Linked DNA regions of Macaca mulatta: region 1 is linked to region 2. Evidence: chromatin contacts called from public Hi-C data. All regions are on one chromosome and are shown on one strand. Each heading gives the region's core, a stretch centred on a gene start, on an enhancer-like site or on the middle of the called end of the contact. The rest is flanking DNA. Distances are from core to core; before and after follow the strand shown. Region 1 holds the start of SSPN (sarcospan). Region 2 holds the start of BHLHE41 (basic helix-loop-helix family member e41).

Region 1 (4,033 bases), core at 1,282-3,781, 71 kb after region 2:
ATATATTATGGTGATGAATCAAGATATTTTTGTATAGTACTCATCTTTAGGTCTAAGTTTGTAATTAACTCTGTTATAGATACTATGCTACCCATGACAATTAAATTGTTTAAAATCACAATTTAAACAGTCTAGCCACTTGTTTGCCTATAGGCAATATACATACAGGAAATAATTAATAAAACAGTTAATCCTCTAGACCATTGGCTTTGGAGTTCACATCTGGTTCCACTTACCCCCATTCATAAGTAGGTTAGTGACTTTAATCCAATTACTTAATAATTCTGATACTCGAATTTTTTCATCTTTAAAAGTGGAAACTATAATTATAAGGTGGTTATAAGGGGTGACAGTAAAATATGTAAAGCACCAGTCATGTGTTTGTTACAGAATACTCAGCAATAGGTAGCTAATAACAACACATACTTGATTCCAGATAGTCAGTTGACTTTCTATAAATATTTACTGTATTTACATGGGAAAACCAAGCATTTTCTTGTTTTGTCATTTGGGTTCTTCTCAGTCAGGCCCAAGTCAGGTGGGTATCTTGGTGTAATGCCTGGTTTTGTTTGTCTGTTCACAATAGAAACCCCTTGTGGTGTGATGGCCTCAAAGCTGACCATAACCTTGCCTCAGCCACTCTGTTTCTCTGGTGAGAGTGAGTGCTGTTTCTACTGCCTCTGCATGGGACTGGGATGTGTGGTTTAGATTCTGTTTTCTAAGCAAATGTATTTGTTCCATGAACCATTATTTTTCTCACTGGTCCAGAAGGAAGGCATAAGGAGAACACCGAAGATCATAAAATAAGTAAGGGTGAAGTACGTACTTTTTGTCTTCAAAGTTACTTTTGTGGGGACTTGGCAGTTTACAAAAAGAGCTGATGATGATTAGTTTCTAATTCTAAAGCAAACAGCAGGGAGTTGGACTTTCTTTAAATTTGCTGATAGCGAACAACCTAGGAGTAGCCTTTATCCTAACATCTTGGCAACGTCACTTATTTTTGAATCTAGCTTTCTGAATGTTACAATGACCATACCAAAGGAGATATAAATACCCCCAAAGTGATGGGACCATTTTTTAGTGGTTTCACTGAAATTTGCCCTAAGTGCTACCGAGTAGAGGTATGCGGGAATAAGAATAATCAGTTTTATTGATTTCTTCTGTGACTTTGGGCCAGGACCAAGTCTATTTTGAACATCTTTATATCTTAGCACATTGTAGGTGCTTTAAAAATAACTCTTAAATATTGACTGAGTAAAAGTGTTTGTCTCTAAGATGGACAATCCAATCCCCCTAAGCACTGTTGTGGAGATGAGTGAAGACTAACTAGGAGTCTTGCTTTGTCTCCCAGGCTGGAGTGCAGTGCCCTGATCGCGGCTCACTACAACCTCTGCCTCCCGGGTTCAAGTGATTCTCCTGCCTCAGCCTCCCAAGTAGCTGGGACTGCAGGCGCATGCCACCATGCCTGGCTAATTTTTGTATTTTTAGTGGAGACGGGGTTTCACCATGTTGGCCAGGCTGGTCTTGAACTCTTGATCTTGTGATCCACCCACCTTGGCCTCCCAAAGTGCTGGGATTACAGGCATGAGCCATCGCGCCCGGCCAACAGAGCTTTTAAAAACAAATACACGTGAGAGGCCAGGTGCATGGTGGCTCTTGTCTGTAATCCCAGCACTTTGGGAAGCTGAAGCAGCAGAATCCCTTGAAACCAGGAGTTCAAGACCAGCTTGGACAACATAATGAGATGCCATCTCTATGAAAAAATAAAAAAAAATTAGCCAGGTGTGTTGGCGATTGCCTGTAGTCCCAGCCACTTGGGAGACTGAGGAGAGAGAAGCTATTGAGTCGAGGAGTCCGAGGCTGCAGTGAGCTAGGATGGTGACACTGCACTCCAGCCTGGGCAACACAGTGAGCCCCTGTTTGGAAAATAATAATAATTAATAATATATGTGAAAGAGAGTTCCCAATTAGAGAGTTCTAACATCTTTAGAAAGATTCAAAAACACCTAAATGCGAAAAATGTCTGTATTCGTTTGTCAGCTGGATTACAGAGAGCAGAAAGAAAAGAGAGCCTGTGCCTCTGTAGGAAAGTAACAACGACTTAACTTCTGGAAATGACTTCGCAGCTTAGAGCCCAGCAATGCCTATTTTGGATTAAACTGTGTATTAATTAAGCTCAAACGATTTCAACATTCATCACGTTGCACTGCACCTCACAGAAAGCAAAACCAAAACAATCCTGGAGTTTTGAGTGAGGAAAACAGACACCCCGCACTCTCACACGCGCGCACTCGCAGGCTGTCTAAAGTGCACAGGCTCAGGCGGCCAAGGGACCCGCGCCGGTTCCCGCGGGCGACCTGCAAACCCTGCCTGGGGCCCAGCAGGCGCTGCGTCCCGGCGCGTTGGCAGTTGGCGACCCCCCTCGAATCCCCCTCTGCTGCGGGCTCCCCGTGGCCTTTGGAGGCTCGGTGAGTCGGCTCCAAATGTTTTCCATATTTGTTCAGCCTCCATAATTCGAATACCAGGGCAGGCCGAGCCAGCCGTGCGCCGCGCTCCAGGGCCCAGGGCGCCGCTCACGCACCCACCCACCCAGCCTCGCAGCACCATGGGCAAGAACAAGCAGCCCCGCGGCCAGCAGAGGCAGGGGGGGCCGCCGGCCGCGGACGCCGCTGGGCCCGACGACATGGAGCCGAAGAAGGGCACGGGGGCCCCCAAGGAGTGCGGGGAGGAGGAGCCCCGGACCTGCTGCGGCTGCCGGTTCCCGCTGCTGCTCGCCCTGCTGCAGCTGGCCCTGGGCATCGCCGTGACCGTGGTGGGCTTCCTCATGGCGAGCATCAGCTCCTCCCTGCTAGTCAGGGACACTCCATTTTGGGCTGGGATCATTGTAAGCATCGAGTCTGTTTTGCCTAAGCGCGTTTGCCAAACAGGAATGCGAAGTCGCATGGTCGAGTTGAGACTAACCCAGCTGCATGTGCCCTTCCCCGGGTTCACTCCTCTAACTCGCGCTCTGCTTGGTGACTGATGCGTGGGGCACTGGGTTTTCCCGGGCGGGGCACGGCTGGACGCGATAGAACTCCTGCCCCTCTCCTGCTCGCCGCTCCCAGAGCCTGCACGGGGCCTGACTCTGACGCTCTGAAGCGGGGGAGTTCATTTCAAAAGCTGCTTATTTTGGTCAGACTGAACAACCTCAATAACAACAGCAGATTCATTCGGGCTTTTTCCTTATCCTATTACCAGACCCCACCCCTGTCCTTAAGCAAGTGGCAAAAAGTGAATTAAGTTCATCTAGTAAAAGCAGCAGAGGAGAAAGCCTGTACTTGGAGTTGCCACATTGAGTAGCATTCATTTTATGTTTTAAACTGAAGCTCCATTAGTAAGTTTCATGAAATGATGGGCTAAGGCAGGAAATGCGAATACAGCAAGCACAGCCTTAATCCACTGGAGTCTAAAGTGGGATAAACTCAGGGCGCTGGCCATGGCAGAAGTATATTTGGGACTCCCCTGATGGATGTACTGTTCTAAGTAGAACAGTACTCAGCTGTTGTGAGTGTTGAAACGTATAGCATACTTGGCTTGGTTAAATGAATTCTTTAATGTAAAACGGGTGCCACTTATTGAATACCTACTGTGTGCACGCCCTGCTAGAGGCCTTACATGTATTATTTCTAATCCCCACATCATCCTGATGGGATCGTTTTAATCATTCTCATTTCTCAAATGAGAGAACCCACGCCAGACTCACCCAGGGTCATGAGTGAGTATAGCATTCAGCCATGCTGATTGCTTTTTATGCTAGACTATATCTGCATTTTCCTCATTGAACCACGCTGCCACCACATTTGGTTTGTAACTTTAATATTATGTTATATTACAGTGTCTTGTAGCTTATTAAACTCTTTCACATGCGTTATTTCATTTGACCCATGAAACAACACTTTGAAGTGGGAATTGTTATTCCTTTCGGATGTGAGGAAATAGGCTAAGAGAAGTTAGATGACATTCTCAAGCCCAGAGATTGAATGTGGTCGAATCA
Region 2 (3,534 bases), core at 196-2,695:
TCATCAGGGTAGGTTGGCCTCTCTGAACTGACTTACCATTCTGTAAAGCAATTATCTTCTGATGCTGTTGCTCGGTTAAGGCGGTTAAAGCTTTTAGGTGTTTCAGAGTTAATTCCAAGACTACGGCTTTCTCCAGATGCCCCAGAGTCTGCAGTAGTGCAAAAAAGAAAGGGGCACTTGGTTACTTAAAAAACACACATTTGGCTTAATTGGCTGTCCATTCAGCACAGCAATTTAAGCAAACACTTTGAAAGAAGTACTATTCTTATACTTCTTGAGCTTTCCACAAGACAGGTTATAAATGATTTCTTGCCTTCAGCTGGGAGCACCGACTCAGTTTGCGGGAAACTCTGTACGGTATAGCACAAGTTGTAAATCAGGAACTTATATTTACATTTATTCTTATATTTTCTGGGAGTCGCACCAGACTATTAAAACGCCCTTGGAGAGCAGCAAAGAATGAAAACGTGCATCTTACTGTCAATTTCAGATGTTCAGGCAGTAAATCTTTCAGCTGAGCAATGCATTCATTAATTCGGTCTCTTCTTTTCTTTTCTATTAATCTGTGCGGTAATTTGTAGGTATCCTTAATATATGAGAGTCATGGAAAAGAGAAAACAGTAAGCGAAACATTCATTTATTGGATATTACCCTCCTCTGTCCCTCCCCGCCCCCCACCACCATAAAACATACTATGTGATAAACTACACCCAAGAAACCTCTTTCCTCTGGACTGTTCTGCAATGCAATTTAAATTCAGGTATGATGTTTAATATCCCCTTGAGAGTACCCAGCAAGCCACTTAAAATTCACAGTTGGGGAAGCTCAGGGGCTGGAATATATTTGCAGGCAGAGCTTGGCTGTGAAATCAATGGCCCTAATTAACTACCCATGCAGGTTATGAGGAATATCGAGAACTTACACTTACCTTGGTATCGTCTCGTTTCATGCTCCTTTTGGGTTTACACATATACAAAGAGGAATAATCCAGTCTGCAAAACAGAAATCAGCATCAGGCACCCATTCGGGGAGGGGCTCTGCCCTCGCCAGCTCCATACCACTTTCTGGAGAAGAGAAAAATCAAACCAAAGCCTAGACAGATAGTCGCAAGGGTGCGTGCACCTTACCCTATAAAATCTCTATGTTCCAGTAACTGTCTCTCTTGCAAATGAGGAATTCCTTCGTCCATGTTCAACTGCTGTTCGTTTCCTCTGTTTCGATTTTTGGGGCTCTGTACAATAATCTGTGGGACGGTAGGCTTGGGAGATCTTGGGGGGATCTGTGCGTCTCCAGTCTCTCTCTCTCGCTCTCCCTCTTCAGTGCAGTGTTGAAAGTGTGAAGCAGTTGGTCCCCCCTCCACCGCGCTCGCACACACACACGCACACACACGCACACTCGCGCCGGCCCCACTGCGCTGGTAGTTTGCTCTCACTCCAGGCAGTGTTTGGCCACAGGGCACGCGCGTCGCCGGCCAGACCAGCACCCAGCTCACGTGCGGAACGTACCATCCGCGGTCCAGCCCGGAGGGGGGCGGGGGAGGAGGGGCCGGGCCGGGAGGGGGCGTCGGGAGAAGGCGGCGAGAGAAGGCGAACGGCAGGAGGGGGCGGGGACACCTGATCAGGGCCACCGGAAAGGAAAAACAACTTCGGCCAAGCTATTCATCTTCCCAAAGGCGACGGAGTCGGCAGGGGGAGGGGGAAGTGGGGGTGCGGGGGTGCGCGGCAGCCTGAGCTTCCTTGGCTCGGAAATGCGACTCCCTGGGTTCGTCCGTTATTACGGTGCAGGAATGTGAACGTGGCTTTTTGCTTTTCCACCGACTGTGCTGTTGGTTTGAACCATAAAAAGGAAAGAAAAAGAGAATTCGCGGTGGGTAAACTTGAGTCCCAAAGGAAATTTTGGAGACTTGTTTGCTCACTGATCAGTGGGGCGGAGAGGTTGCCTCGAGAAGAAGCAACTTGCAATCTGCTCCTTGAAGGATTTAAGACACTTGAAAACGTTGTCACCGGGTCCGAATGTCGCAATCCAAGTGTCTTTCGGTGACACGGCGTTCCTGGGCCACCTAAACTTCCCCGCAGCAGCCGGAATTGCGGTGCCACTAATCACAGCAGCAGATGACGACGTTTGGAGCCGCGTGTGCTCCTGGAGGAACGCGGCGGGGAGCGAGCCGGGGTTGAGTGGGGGCTGGGGAGGGAGAAGGGGGTGGCACGAGAGGGGCTATCACAGGAAAGCTATGCAGCATTTATCACCCGCCCGCTCAACTCCGCCGCGTTCCGAGCCTCCGGTGACGCTACGTGCTTTCCCCATCCCCCCGTCCCCCCGCGCGATAAGAGACGCCCGGAGTGTGCAGAGCCCACGTTTACTACCGCTGGCACCTCCAAAGCCTCCCTCCTTAATCCTGTCTCAAACGGGTACCAGCACAGGGCCAGCAACGTGATCCGACCTGCCGCTGCTGCCACATCACTGCTCGGGGAACCCGTGCGCGCGCGCGCTCGCCCTGCAGCCGCGGCGCTCGGCGCTGGGAAGCACAGGCCAGCAAGAGCCGAGTTACCTTTCCCCAGAGCCACCCCGGGAGCCTGACTCACTGCTAGTGAGAGTTACCGGGAGGTGCCCGGGGATGCGCACTGCCCACGCCGCCCTGCGAGTCCAGGGGAAAGCATGTCTTGAGGGACTCCCAGGGGTGGGATGGAGGGAATATATATATTTCTCTAGATACACATAAAAGCATAGAGATAAAACCAAGGTCTTTCCTGCACCGAGAGGGATATTTACATTCTTCCCGGGGTGATCTCCGAAACACTGATTATTGGCAGTGATAAGTGAACCGAGGGGAGAACGCCGAAGGCACACGCACCAGGGCGCAGCAGGGACTGGGGCGCCAGCTACGTGTCCCCCAGCCCGCCCCGCCGGGCACGGGTTCCGGGGACGGATCTGGGTCGCGGGAAGCGGCGGCTGGGAGGAGGTCACGTGTCTGCGGGAGTCGCGTCTCCTCCCCGACTCCAGGAGCAGCCCAGGCCGCGGCGGCCGCTCGCGCTGCTGCAGTCTCCGGAGTCCTGGGCGGAGACGCGCACTGCGTCTGGCTTCGTGACTCGGGCGGCGGCGGCGGCCCAGGATCACCCCGGCGTGAGGAGACGCTCGCGGTCCGTTCGGTTCATCTGTTTAGAGGGCCTTTTAAGGTCTCTGGAGTTCCTCAAATAGGGGGACGTATTTTGCACCAAACAGGCAATTTAATCACGATGGTTCTTAATTTAAAAAGTATTTTTAAAATGCCGACTTTATTTTAAACCTCCGTCCGACCTCTGTCCTATTTCCAAAAGGTTAGGTAATTAAGACCCTTTAATGGTGAGGGCACGTTGGAGACCTAAAAGCGACCTATTCTTGCAGTACTGTATCATTTTTACCTCTTTTTAATTGACTAAAAATGGGAATGCCGTTAGGTGAATAATTTAAAAATTAAAACACCAGTTCCCCTTCTAGATTTCCGAATGTTTGGAGTAGAAAGGGGATGCAAACATTTGCTCCAGAGCTAAATTTCAC

The links. A called contact is a pair of places that touch in the nucleus more often than the background predicts.
Region 1: a contact with region 2 is called in a Hi-C map of cortical neurons, with 6 times the contacts expected there. The contact joins the promoter of SSPN here to the promoter of BHLHE41 in region 2. A contact is called at or near these places in 3 of 14 Hi-C or Micro-C datasets (cortical neurons, fetal cortex germinal zone and fibroblasts).

What each region holds. Positions count from the first base shown.
Region 1 is chr11:28,541,579-28,545,611 of T2T-MMU8v2.0, forward strand. SSPN (sarcospan) reads left to right here and starts at 2,532. Exons shown (of 3, transcript NM_001261346.1): 1 at 2,532-2,884. The coding sequence starts at 2,606.
Region 2 is chr11:28,471,419-28,474,952 of T2T-MMU8v2.0, forward strand. BHLHE41 (basic helix-loop-helix family member e41) reads right to left here and starts at 1,446. Exons shown (of 5, transcript XM_015151321.3): 1 at 1,128-1,446; 2 at 929-992; 3 at 479-586; 4 at 37-148. The coding sequence starts at 1,189. It also overlaps a transcript of SSPN not described here.